Regions from separate parts of the Mus musculus genome. Here all the other regions are linked to region 1. The links are chromatin contacts, called in public HiChIP or PLAC-seq maps. All regions are on one chromosome and are shown on one strand. The core of a region is the stretch at or near the end of the contact, and the rest is flanking DNA. Distances in the headings are between cores, read along the strand shown. Region 1 overlaps Gm31814 (a long non-coding RNA gene). Region 2 overlaps Lpp (LIM domain containing preferred translocation partner in lipoma). Region 3 overlaps Lpp (LIM domain containing preferred translocation partner in lipoma).

Region 1 (4,271 bases), core at 820-3,319:
CTCGCTGCTACTTAATATAAACTCTCCTTGGAAACCAGATGTCCGACACACGCCACAACAATCTATTTTATTCATCATTCCTCTGAGTCCTCTGAGTCCTCTGGGTCCCCTGGGTTCTCTGGGTTCTCTGGGTCCTCTGGGTGTCTGGTTCATTGAAGCAGGAAAAGATCCTGGTACCCAGATCCTGATTCTGCCATAAGTGAGCTGCGTGGACCTGGGAAGGCCACTTTATTACTCAGAACTTTAGGTTGTTCATTTCTAAAATCAAGGGGTGGGAGCTGTAATTGACAAGGTCTCAGATGAAGAGACAGACTGGGGGTGGCATGGGGAACAGTCACAGTGAGGCAGGAAGACTTTATGGCCATTCCTCACTGGGGATGTACTTGAACATGATGGCATTCACTGTTTTTATATTGGTTGTTCTCCAGTCCAGAAGGAGGGGGTTAGCAGCTTGGGGCTGGAAGGGATGCAGAGAGGAGTGACTGAGGAGAGCTAGGCTGGTGAGATAGACCTGCAGACAGCATTATTACTGCCCTAGCTTTGGGATACTATTTCTGTGACTGCTAAAGGGAAAGGGCCTTCACAATACTGAAAGAGTAAAATCCTGGAGTGTGGGGGAGGGTCACTAAGCACATTTTCAACCTCAAGGCTATTCTAGATGACTCACTTGGAAGCTTTAATTTTTATGACAGATTATTTTTTTAGAACAGTATTTTTTAGGGGTTCAAAAAGCTTGCATGTAAAGAATTCCAAAGCTGAATGACCATCCAGAGACTACCCCACCTGGGGTTCTATCCCATATACAATAACCAAACACAGAAACTATTGTGGATGCCAATAAGTACTTGCTGACACTCTGCCAATGCCTAACAAATACAGAAGTGGATGCTTATAACCATCCATTGGACTGAGCACAGGGTCCCCAATGAAGGAGCTAGAGAAAGGACCCAAGGAGCTGAAGGGGTTTGTAGCCCCATAGGAGGAACAACAATAGGAACCAACCAGTACTGCCATAGCTCCCAAGGACAAAACCAAAGAAAACACATGGTGGAACTCATAGCTCCAACTGCATATGTAGCAGAGAATGGCCTAGTCGGTCATCAAGGGGAGAAGAGGCCCTTGGTTCTGTGAAGGCTCTAAGTCCCTGTGTAGGGGAATGCTAGGGCCAGGAAGAGTGAGTGGGTAGGTTCATGAGCAGGGGAGGAGGGAAGGGGTAGTGGGTTTTCAGAGGGGAAACCAGGAAAGGGGATAACATTTGAAATGTAAATAAAGAAGATATCTAATTTAAAAAGTTAGGAAACTATGAAAAATAAAAATTAATTAATTAATTAATAATTCAAAGCCAAGTGTTCTAGTAGTCCATAAGGAGTCATGCTGCAGGCTCTTCCTGATGATACTCTGCATACATTCTATCATTTGCTCTTCAAAGCCAGCCTGGGAAATAAAGTGTCAGGAAGACCTTCCTTTACCAGGTGGTAGAAAATCAAGATGCTAACTGGCCGAGCCACTGGTCAAAAACCTCAGGTAGTGGAGATAAGGCTGTGTGTTAGCCCAGAACCCTCACTGCTACCCGGAACTATCCGTTACTACTATGCTCCCAGGCATTCTTCACTGCCCAGGACAACATCCTTTAGCCTCTGGCAGCCAGCTCTGAAGGCCTGGATCAGGGTCATGGCCCCAAGTTCCCCAGACGAATGGAGTGGCATAGATCACCCAGAGCAGCAGGAGAGCCTCGGGTATCAGCTGACTCGCTCACCTGACGTTGTCGGCTCTCTGATGCTCTGGGAGCCAGAGCTGGCAAAATGAGCTCGGGAACCCTCTCCTGACTTCTTATTCTTCTAGAGACTTGGCATTCAAAAACCAAAGAGATTTCCACAGGTCCATCGCCACAGACGTGATTAGGAATTATTTTGTGAAGCCACCTACTAATCCTGCATCCTACTGGCCAAGGTTGGGCAGTTAACAGTTTCTTTAGGGACTTCCATTAGCCAACCTAACCGATAAAGTCCAGAGGGACTAAAGCAGAAAGAAATGTGACGGCCTATGAGTCACTCAGTCTCGACCTTCAGCATGTTTTGAAAACGCATTGTGAAATGCTTTCCAATCAATACAGCGCTGGGCAGTAACAAGGCTGGGTGGGGGTTGTGCAAGAAGGGAAGCGGACCATTTATGCTGGGTCATTTGAGAGGCTCCAAGTTCTTACTGAGAGAAGGACCTAAAAACACAAGGTCCCCATAACAGCGTTTAAACGGAATCACAGAAAACCAAGCACCAACAGGGAACAAAAGTGGACACCTTTCTTCTCGGCAGAATAGCGAAATGGGTGGCTTATATTTACACCCCCAAGCTAGAGAGTCTATTCCTTCCTGTCAAAGTCCAAGACTGGTGTTAACCCCAAATGGCTGCTAGACGCTTCCATGCTGCCGACAGCAGCCTAACCTTCAGGCATTGCGAGCAAGTGAGTGATCTAGCAAGTGTCTGAGGTGAAGGAAGCAGCTGGTGAGAGGCAGGTGCACAGAACGCGGAAGCTGAAGATGGCTCAAGGTCCACCTGCCACTTGCAAGGCCTCTGACTGTGGGAGCAGTCACATTCCCTGTCAGACCCTTTTCTTTCTACCAAGGAGAGAAGGCATCTGCCCCATGGATCACATGAAACTTGAAAGTGATGAGGGCCATGCAGACTCTTTGCAAGCTCCACATGCACACAGAGGACTATTATTAGTGGAAACCCATCAGCATGATTTTGCAAAGGCAGATGGAAAGAATTTCCCACTTAAAGAATGGCACTCAGGTATGACTTTGTGGTTAGAGGCCAAAACCAATCCTGAAGATGAGCCTGTACACATGACAGAGAACATTTGGGTACCAGTTGGTGCCAGGCTCAATTAGTTGCTAGCTTGGGTGCCTGGGAAATGCTTAACAACTGTTTCTACAGTGGTTAAAAATAAATAAATAAATAAAAATATAAGATTGGCTGTAAGTATTTGCACCACAGCGCTATTGAGGCCACAATATCAGTAACACGGGGTAAGGAAAAAAGGCCCACAGCTGGCCCACACGTGTAAGTACAGCCAGATCAGGCTCTGCTCCCCACTAGAAACATCTGAAAGATTAGTTGGTACAAGTACTTTGAAAGCCCATTCGACTCATGCCACCTGAGTTTTAACAAACAAAGCCGCTCCATGTCTTCCTCTAAAGCTTCAAATGAGAATTCGTACTTTTATTTAAACTTGTCCTGGTCATTGTTGCAGAGAATCTTAACTGTGTCTTTGTCAAAATTGTTGGTTCCTAAACCACAAGCCTGACATTGTGCGTATGTGTGTGGAGGAGGGGGGAGGGTCAGGGGAACCCTTGGTTTTCAAATCTAAGGACTGAAGAGTTGATCAAACAGGATAGGATGGAACAGTACAGGGAAGAGGAGAAAAGTCTGGGACCGATTATTAGCAGTCTCAGCGGTGACACTTGTACGGGTGGCCTGTTTTCTGAGGCCCAGATTCTATCTGTAAAATGGGAAGTGCTCTCTGCCTTTGCCTCACTCCCAGCGCTACAACGGAGACTTAAGCGCTAGCGCAGGGGCAGGAGTTCTGAAACCAGCAACCTTGTGTTGGCTTTGAACTGTTGTATATTTACTTGGATATTATTACTCAAACATGGATTTGATTTCTCAGCTTCAGAACTGATGATAAGTAGGACTCGTGCTGGGGCAGACAAGCCCTGCCCCGCAACTCAAATCCTATTTCTGGAGGCTGGGCCCCTGTAGAGTGTCTGCAGCTAAGTATAGCTGTGCTCAAGAAGGGCTGTAAGACCCACAGAACAGCCCCTGAGGGCGATAGGGAAGCGGTACTGCCCAGGGCTAAGGGCCATTGGGAACTGCTTTTGCCCACAAGCCTTCGCACCAGCAGTGATCCGTGAAGGTTAAAAAAACAATGTTCAACCCAAACTCTGTCAGACAGGACTTTATCACAACTACCAAGAGCGGGCTAGGGTCCCAGCCAACATTGAAAAGCATTATGGGGACCTGGGAATCTGTATTTTAAATAATTGTCCATATTCATTTACTTACAAGCAGTACTGAACAAAAAAAGAAAAAAAAAGTCCCTTTGTGTGCTATGAAACCTGATGGAGTAGACCGAAAGAAAGATTCTCTATTGATTGGCGCAAACACTCAGTGAGAAGCAATGCCTGTTGGGGGAGACCCTGCCTGTGCCTTGGGAACCCTCATAACACACTGCTAGACTAGGCTTCTTTGTCCTTCATCACTAGCAGATTGAG
Region 2 (4,271 bases), core at 935-3,434, 730 kb after region 1:
GTGTCCATGGTGTTCTGCAGCCTTATCAAACCTTTGTACAAACTACTCAGCACTGTTAGTAATCACCTGACAGATAACCTTTCAGAGCAAGACCTGAATCGAGCCGGCGCATAGCTTTGAATGCAGAATCCAGCTCCAGACTCCTGAAGGGCTGTTAAAGCACTTAGCTCTGTAGGATAGATGTGTTCAAGTGAGTACATCATGCCGGATCCTCTTCTGCAGCCGTCTTAATCAAGATGCCAAGTATCCCGTTCTTCCTGCCTCTGGGAGTGCATCCTTTTCCTGAAGCATCTCACACCTTCTTCCATTTTACAAGTACTTCTGCTGCTACTGCCACTCCCAACCCCAAAACAGCACCCAGCCCTGTTGGGATTCCTGTGGGCTGTGGTAAGTGAGACGTTTTGCTCGAGTCTGAAAAGACTACAGTGTTTCTGTGTGTACAGAACAAAAATGGAAAACCAGATCATGTGTTTATCTTAGAGCTAAAATTCCAAAACCTAATCTGAAGCGAAGGACCATATTATAGTATAAGACAGTGTCCAGACTCACTTTAAAGGAAGGCTGTGCAGGAGTCACCTTCGGACCTCTATTTAACAGTTCCAGTTCGGGCTTTTTGAAGCCGTTTTCTACAGTAGGCTGTTCTGTATTGAGCAAACATACACAGATGAAAACCCAGCAAACAGAGTGATTTAATTCATTGCTTACCCTGCTGAGTATCAAATTTCCTAACTTTCAACTAATGTTCTTTAATTCCTCTCTTTTCTTTCTTTTCTTTGTTTGTTTGGTTTGGGTTTTTGCTTTTTGTCAAGACAGAGTTTCTTTGTGTAACTCTGGGTATCCTGGAACTCATTCATTTTGTAGACCAGGCTGGCTTCAAACTCGCGGAAATCTGCCTGCCTCTGCCTCTGCCGCTGCCTCTCGATGCTGAGATTTAAGGTGTGCTCACTGCCGGCCTGGCAGCTTCCTTCTTCTTATGAATAATAATGTGGGAAGCCTAGGGAGTCTCTTTTGGCAGTCAAGACATCTTCACTTGTGTCTGTAGCAGTTTCAGTGACTGCTTTTCTCCCTTTAGCTATTTCCTCCCTCGAGCCTCCCAGCAATTGCTAGGGTTTCATAGTTCATGCTAGCTGGACAGATATTACTCTGGAGTCCTGGAAAAAGTAGAAAGTAAGGTGAGAATCACTTAGTTATTCTCTTCAGCAAAACTGTTAATGTTGTTTATATGACAGGCAGTCTGGAATAGAGTGCCTTGGGCAAACTGTTTAACATGTTTACAATCGGCCTCCGGGCAAGTGGAAGGTAGGCGTTTCCATGCACAAATGTCATTGTCCTTGAAGCACCCAACTCCTTGTGAACAATATTGTGTGTCAGCATTCTTCCCAACCAAAAGGGCCAAGTCTGTGTTCAGTTCAGTTGACTTCTGAAAGACAAGAAAAATAACTTGCCATGAGACTGTTCTGATTCTAATGCAAATTTGACTGATGTTAATTTTTCCTTATCTCTAATGAATTTCTGTGTGTGTGTGTGTGTGTGTGTGTGTGTGTGTGTGTGTGTGTGTGTGTGTTTATAAAACCTACGAGGGTTTTCATCTCTGTCTCTAAAGAACCACTTTCGTAGAATCCCACTTTTAAAAAGATACCTGAAAGCCTATTGTGTGCAACATCTGGCTCTCTGGAAATCTGTCAGAAGGAAACTTTTTTTTAAAAAAAGTTGTAAAATAAATAAAAGCCGATTTTGAAAGCATTTAAGTGGACATAGAGATTGCACGAGGAAGGCATTTATTCGAACTGGGTAATTGGCGACACTTCCTCAGGGAGGATGGGAAGGTCTGTGGCACATGATGTTAGTGGGAAAGAGGGGACAAGGATAAGAACCCTAGATGAAGATGTGAAGGCAGGAAGATTGACACATGCGTAGTCATAATCCCAGGGGCAAGAGGGCAGAGGACGAATGGAAGAGCCAGGTAGAGACCAAGCAGCTGAGCATTTTGAGAGCAAACTCTCCAGTTGATCGGAAAGCTTTGAGTGTGCTACTGCAGCCTGAATAAAAGTCTGTCTGCAGCTGCTAAACAGTAAGCAGATCAAACTGGCATTTTATCAGAAAAGGAAGATCTTGTTCTAGTCGCAGTAGATGAGAGGTCTCAGAAGGTTGCGCATTGTGATTTCAGCTACACATGCAAATCCACAAGACTCGGAGCTCATTTTTACTGTTGTGCAACAGGGTTAGTTTTGTTTTGAGCTGAGTCTCCCAAGGAAGTGTGGTAATCAGATTTCTAAATCCATCACATTAAGCCCTGTCAGCAGTGAATCATTGCCTATGTGTTAAAGGTCAAAAAATTTCCCTTTAGAAATTCATTATGGTGGTGACTGGAATGTAAATTTGAATGTTCATGTGTAGTGGGTGTGAATTCAACAGATAAAAGGCCAGAGGAGACACAGAAAAGTCCATGTTGTTATTATTTTAGGTCAGATATTTACAAATTGTACTTTAAAAGTTATGACTGCAAAAACAAAGAGTGCGTATCTTTCTGTCTTGTTTGGGCAAGGCTGTGTGCTGGCTAGTAAGAGGAGGAGCCGGTGTGCTCACACTCCCAGTGTGAACTATTACACTATTGTTCACATTTGCTTTTCCTCACTAATGTGCCCACCCACCTTAGCAGATCCCCAGCTCAATTTCCTGGAATTGTCCTATCAGAAAGTCCTGACTTCAGGACTGGATCCATGTGTGCTGCGTGTGTGCTACCATTGAGTTGAAGACTAGTTTTTATTTTCAGTATTCTTGAAGGTTTATCATCATTGTCATCACTATTATTGCTACTACTGCTACTATTACTATTATTACTATCATCATCATCATTATTATTGGTAAGTTTAACTTTCCGTGGAGTGAACCTAGACCACTAAGCTGAACTCACTCTAAATGTTTCAGAGAATTAAAATACAACACTTCTCTATAAATTTTTAAGAAAAATCTAAGTTTCTGTTTAAAAACAATCAAAAAGTGAATGCAGTGTCTTTACAGGTTGTGATGCATTCAGGAGTAGTTACGAGACAAGTAGAGTGATTGCATTACCTTCCATGAAGCTCTTGGGGAAAAATTGTCTATGTGCATGAGTGTTGTGTCTGTGCATGTGTCTATACACCACCTGAGTGCTTTGTGGACATAGAGTCTAGAAGAGGGGGTTAGATTCACAGGACTGGAGTTACAGACAGTTGTGAGCCTCCATGTGGATGCTGGGATTTGAACCTGAGTCCTCTAGTGTGCTTTTAACCCCTGACCCTTCTCTCCAGCCTTCTTTCTGTGTAGCTCTTACTAATATTTCCACTGCACCAATATTGTTTCCCACGCTGCTAGACTTTAGTTCTGAGCTTCTTGAACATGCTCTGAGTTCCAGGCCATTTCCATCCTCCTGGCCAGCACGATGATGCTCACGTCTAGATTTGGCCATTTTCAGAGCTGACGCACAGGCACTATGTCAAGCCTGTTAGGACAGTTTTCTCTAAAGCTCTCTGGGTGATCCTGACACTACAACATAGTGTTTCCAGTGGTTTCCATTGTGATTTTCATATTTTTACAGACATTCAATTCTGGACTGCATTTCAAGTCACGTGTAATCTCACATGTACTTTGAATCATAAACATTTAAATATAAATAACCAACTCATCCCTTTCCGTTTTCAAAAAGATTTGTGTCAGTGTGTGTATGAGTGTGTGTGTGTGTGTGTGTGTGTGTGTGTGTGTGTGTGCCACATTTGGATGGGTGCCCTTGGAGGCCAGAAGAGGATGTTAAGTTCCTTGGAGTTGGAGGTGGCAATGATCCACGTAACATGGGTGTTAGGAACTAAATTAATGTCCTCTGGAAGAGTAGCAAGTGCTCTGACCACTGACTTCCTCTCCAGCCCTATCTTTCTGATTTTTAAAATGAAATTGCAGTCATATATTCACATATACAAAATATATTTGTTTATATATTATATAATATATATTCTCATATATTAGACATGTTTATAGATTTGTATATAATGTATTTTACTCCTAAAGATATTTTCCAATATGTTATTAGATGTGTCCTTTCAAAATCTGGATTTTAATAGTAGTGTAACATTTCTTCTCATGATAGCACTATTATCTAACCTATGCTTGATCCCTACATATTAAGGTTATAAAACCACTCTTGGGCAACTTTGGGGGCAATAATCTAGGTCTTACCTTGAGAATATTGTAGTTTATTAGTTTCTCTGGGGGTTGAATGTTGCTCACACAAGGAAGTG
Region 3 (4,271 bases), core at 699-3,198, 660 kb after region 1:
ACCCCCTGTGGTCAGATCTCCTGTGTCTAATATTGTTCCTGATTTATTGTTATTATCTTATAAATTGTGTACTTCCCCTGAGACAGGAATGCATACAATGAAAACATTTTCAATCACACTTATTTCTATGTAGCAATATATTCGGCCAACATAAAATATGCCAGGAGAAACAAAGAGAGAGGAGGAAGACACTCCCCATACACTCATCCTTGTTTCTCTAAAACCTAGGGCTTGAAGGTAAGAAGCCACAGAAAGGAACCCAAGATTTAATCCAAATCTCTTCCAAGGATCCAGTTTGACATGACAACGTTCCACTGTCACCTCCAAATGTGTTGGGATGTTTTGTAGCACTCCTGGGCATGTGTAGCTCATGGCAGACAGGTTGAAGATTGACAGTGAAACCTGAGAGTAGTGAGCATATTAGCATAATATCAGGGCTAGCAGAATGTCAAAAACTTAGGTAATTTGACTTCTCTTGCTTGATTCTGAACTTGGAACCAATCTCAAATGATAACCAAAGGTAAAATTGGCAATTGCCAGCTCAGATGTTAAGATATTTCATATTTGTTGGATCACTGTAAATACTGAAGCAAAGTATAAGACAAGACATTGGTATAGTGTTATATTCATTTAACTGATAGGACGCTCTAGAAAAATAAGTCAAGATAGAGTAATCTGAAGTTCTTTAGCATAAATGGAATCCTAGCCTTTAAAGATGGAGACATTTCTTGTCCATTTTTCTCCATTTAGCACAAAATCAGCCCTTAATAACTGATGACCATTTATGGAACACTGATTATGGACTAAGCACTTTATTAAATACTTTAGTAATAGATCATGCTTCATCATGCCGGCATAGTAGGTAGTCACTCAGATCTAGTATATGGGTGAAAAAGCCAGTGCTAAGACAGTTCTAAACCTGGACCAAGGTCACACAGATTGTTAGGAGGCTTTCTAAGGGAAGTCTCTGTTCTGACTTGCTTAACAAGTAAGTGTTTCTAATGGAGCCACTTGTCCTCATAGCTATAATGTTCTACAGGATTCTGCCATCAGTACCATATACTACTGTACTTTCTGTCAGTCACATGGTTATCCAAGGAATATCAAACCAAGATTGTTGGAATGGAAAGGGTCCAGACTTTTTGGGTTCTAAGCATGAAGAGTAAGAATCATCCAAGGGAGCAACATTTTCATGAGACAAAGCTATGTGCCCATATGCGCTGTACATGTATAAGTCTGTATATAGAGAGATGATAGATAGACAGATGGCAGATAGATAGATAGATAGATAGATAGATAGATAGATAGATAGAAGATAGATAGATGATAGATAGATGATAGGTAGATAGATGATAGGTAGATAGGTAGAGAGATGATAGATAGAAAATTAAACAGACACAGATATCCTTAAGCCCATACCCACTGACAAATTTTAACTGACTATGGCATATTCTTAGTTATAATAGAATTAAAATCTAAGTTGAGAATTACTGATCAAGTTTCATCTTGTCACATCATAGACCCGAAGACAGAAACACACTGGCAACTACTTTCAGAAGGTCCTCTGTGACACATCTGTGTAAGGAACCCTGGTTCTATGACTTTCACTAATAGTGATTTTCATTTTTATTTCACAAAACGATATTTCTGGATTGCATCATGTCTTGCTTCATGGTTGCGGTGGAACATAAGCGAGCAGGCAGGGGTTTTTACTGTGTCTGGGGTCCCATGATAGATGTGTTGGTAAGGGAGGATGTGTTCACTGGTTTCTGCTGAGATTCACCTGTTCACTAATGACAGCTCCTCAGCACATTTTCATAGTGGTAGGTCCGTGGGCTGCATAGTTTTGTGTGTGTGTTTTCAATTTCAGTTCCTTTGATAACTGAGCAAATAACAGAGATGATGAAACCGAACAGAATTAATCTCCTAGATTGTGTGTCACTTCTCCTTTTCAGTGAGTCAGTACGTTTGGTAATGACACGGGAGATTAGAAGGTTGCAACGTGTGCCTCAGTGAATGCTTGTGGGAAACTCACTATTTGCCCATCACAGATTTATGTGGAGTGAATGAGAGTTTTACTGCACAGAATATCCAGGATGGAGAAAAGATAAATAAATTTGGAAGTCTTTGCCCTCAAGAAACTCATAGACTGTCACAGGTTAGACAACCAAAAATGTATAATAACCCTTTCCCTGTGAGGTATCTGTGCATATGACCAAAGGATGCCTTGGGACATGGAAAGCAGTGGTAGCTTAAGGGCTGATACCTGAGCTGCATCTGTAAGGAAAGACTCCCCCGGCCCCTGTAGAAAGGAGAAGAAAGGCATGATAAAATGAAGAACTTGGTAGAAAGGAAGGCAGGGAAAGTGTTCCCTCTTGAGATAGCAGAATGTCTTCAGCACTAACAGGGTGATGAGCCAGCAGTAGGGACGTGGAAGGCGAGACAGTCAGTGTTCAGCGAGGAGCTGGTCCATGCCACTAGATCTGTGCTTGATCCAGGAGAGAACAACTGTTCCTGTTGCCAAGTAGCACTGCTAGTGACTGAGATGATCTCACAGAGGCACCTCGTGGGGCAGAGTACAGACTTGCCAGGTGGAACAGAAAGATGGCATTGCTGTCTTTTACTCACGCTTCAAAACAGGAAGTGCCTAAGTAAGCAGCTTTTCGGATCAATGCAGCCATGCTTTACCTGCCCTTGGGTTCTTCCGCATCAGCAGGACTAGGGGCATACTGCTGCTGTGCAAAGATGCCACCAAATGCAACAGAAGGCAGATCACCCAATCTTTAGAAGTGGAAATGTATATACATCTAGATTTGAATGTTGCTTCCAAGTTTCAACAAAAAGGCAAGCTGTCAGAAAACCCCTCACATGTGTATTCTCAACTGAGTTCTTGTGGTTTTTTGGTCCTGGTGCCTACTGAAGAGTTTGTCTATGTTTACAATGGAAAAGACCTTGGGAGCCATCTCCAAATCTTGTTTGTTTGTTTGTTTGTTTGTTTTAATAAAACTAGAGAGAATGGCTCCAGCCATCATTGGGAGCACGCATGTGATCCTTCCATTCATGTGGAAGCCTGGCTTCCTTTTCATGCTGTTACTAATCAAGTGTTCATTAGTCATGAATTAGTGAGTTATCCCAAGGCATGCCTTGATATCACAGTCCCTGTTCACTCGCGCTTATTTAGTACAGTTTCCATTACCTAGAATATACTGTGGCTTACATATATTAAGTGAAAAATTCTAGAAAGAAACAGATTGTAAGGTTTGAATGGCATGTCATTGTGGGGAACATGCTGAAACCTCACACCGTCCTTCTTCATCCAGTCAGGACATGAGCATTCCCTGGGGCCTTTGCCTCACATGACACCTGTAGTAGCCCACTCTACCACTGCTGATACCAGGAAGGCAGTCGTACTGTCAGAAAGGGTATGGCCAGTAACTTTATTCCATGTAGATGTGGCCTCTGAATAAAACCAAAGGTGCTGCTGATTCAGACATGCCAGAGGCTGACAGCTGCTTCCAATAAGTGCAAGGTGAAACTACTCATGCTAATAGGAGAAGGGGGAAAACCCGAATGCTGAGACTGCTAAACTCTGCAGAAAACCGAATCTTAGTATCCAGGGAGAAAGTAATTCATGACGATGTTTCTATCTTGCCTTAAACTGCAAAAATTATGATCGCAGTGAGTAATAAATGATATAGTTCTGTACTATCAATGATTAGGGGCATCAAAGGGGACAGTCTCAGGATGAAAATGGGCACGTACTAGAGAAATAAGAAAGACAAAATAGCTAAATGTTTGGTAAGGATGTGTGATTGAATTTATCATCTATATGCTTGGTTCCCTCCACTTTTTATACTAAAAAAGATCTTTGTTCTTTATTTTTCTGAATTTCATATGTATGTACATATATGTGTGTGTGTGTGTGTATGCAACATTATCATTTCTGCACCCCATTTTTCTCCTTAAAACCCTTGTATACACCCCCCCCACACACAAGATGCCTTCCAACTTCATGTCTTTTTTTTTTTTTAAATTCATTCCAGTTAGTGCTGTGATATGTTCCCAGATGTGGGGAGACCATCCACTGGTATATGAGAAAACTACCAGCATCCATACCCTCCATAAAGACACACACACACACACACACACACACACACACACACACACACACACGGCCCAGCGACTATCTTGCAAGCTGTCTGTAGTTCCTCAGCATATCATGAGGCCCTGGGAAAGATGAGCTGATGATCTCCACTGCCCTTTCAAAGGGG

Evidence for each region. HiChIP or PLAC-seq counts read pairs in DNA pulled down with a chosen protein or histone mark.
Region 2: a FOXA1 HiChIP or PLAC-seq map of pancreatic cancer cells shows a contact between it and region 1. The contact joins two enhancer-like sites. A contact is called at or near these places in 3 of 484 Hi-C or Micro-C datasets (bone marrow-derived macrophages, brain and olfactory sensory neurons) and 2 of 115 datasets of contacts at active chromatin or transcription factors (astrocytes and pancreatic cancer cells).
Region 3: a contact with region 1 is called in an H3K27ac HiChIP or PLAC-seq map of acute myeloid leukemia, with 2.6 times the contacts expected there. The contact joins two enhancer-like sites. A contact is called at or near these places in 1 of 15 datasets of contacts at CTCF or cohesin (the NIH/3T3 cell line) and 2 of 115 datasets of contacts at active chromatin or transcription factors (acute myeloid leukemia and astrocytes).

Annotation. Positions count from the first base shown.
Region 1 is chr16:24,197,877-24,202,147 of GRCm38.p6, forward strand. The region is part of intron 1 of Gm31814 (a long non-coding RNA gene); the gene reads right to left. Among named protein-coding and RNA genes, the nearest start is that of Gm32126, 40 kb to the left of the region's middle. Within about 2 kb of position 2,070, at least 76 of the 459 cell types and tissues checked have an H3K27ac peak or open chromatin away from gene starts, as enhancers often do. A contact at or near this core is called in acute myeloid leukemia, bone marrow-derived macrophages and pancreatic cancer cells, where this site is marked.
Region 2 is chr16:24,931,702-24,935,972 of GRCm38.p6, forward strand. The region is part of intron 10 of Lpp (LIM domain containing preferred translocation partner in lipoma); the gene reads left to right. Gm52245 (a long non-coding RNA gene) reads right to left here. Exons shown (of 3, transcript XR_003951917.1): 2 at 4,210-4,271; 3 at 914-1,420. Among named protein-coding and RNA genes, the nearest start is that of Gm52245, 7.6 kb to the right of the region's middle. Within about 2 kb of position 2,185, at least 74 of the 459 cell types and tissues checked have an H3K27ac peak or open chromatin away from gene starts, as enhancers often do. A contact at or near this core is called in bone marrow-derived macrophages and pancreatic cancer cells, where this site is marked.
Region 3 is chr16:24,858,048-24,862,318 of GRCm38.p6, forward strand. The region is part of intron 9 of Lpp (LIM domain containing preferred translocation partner in lipoma); the gene reads left to right. Among named protein-coding and RNA genes, the nearest start is that of Gm22672, 24 kb to the right of the region's middle. Within about 2 kb of position 1,949, at least 44 of the 459 cell types and tissues checked have an H3K27ac peak or open chromatin away from gene starts, as enhancers often do. A contact at or near this core is called in acute myeloid leukemia, where this site is marked.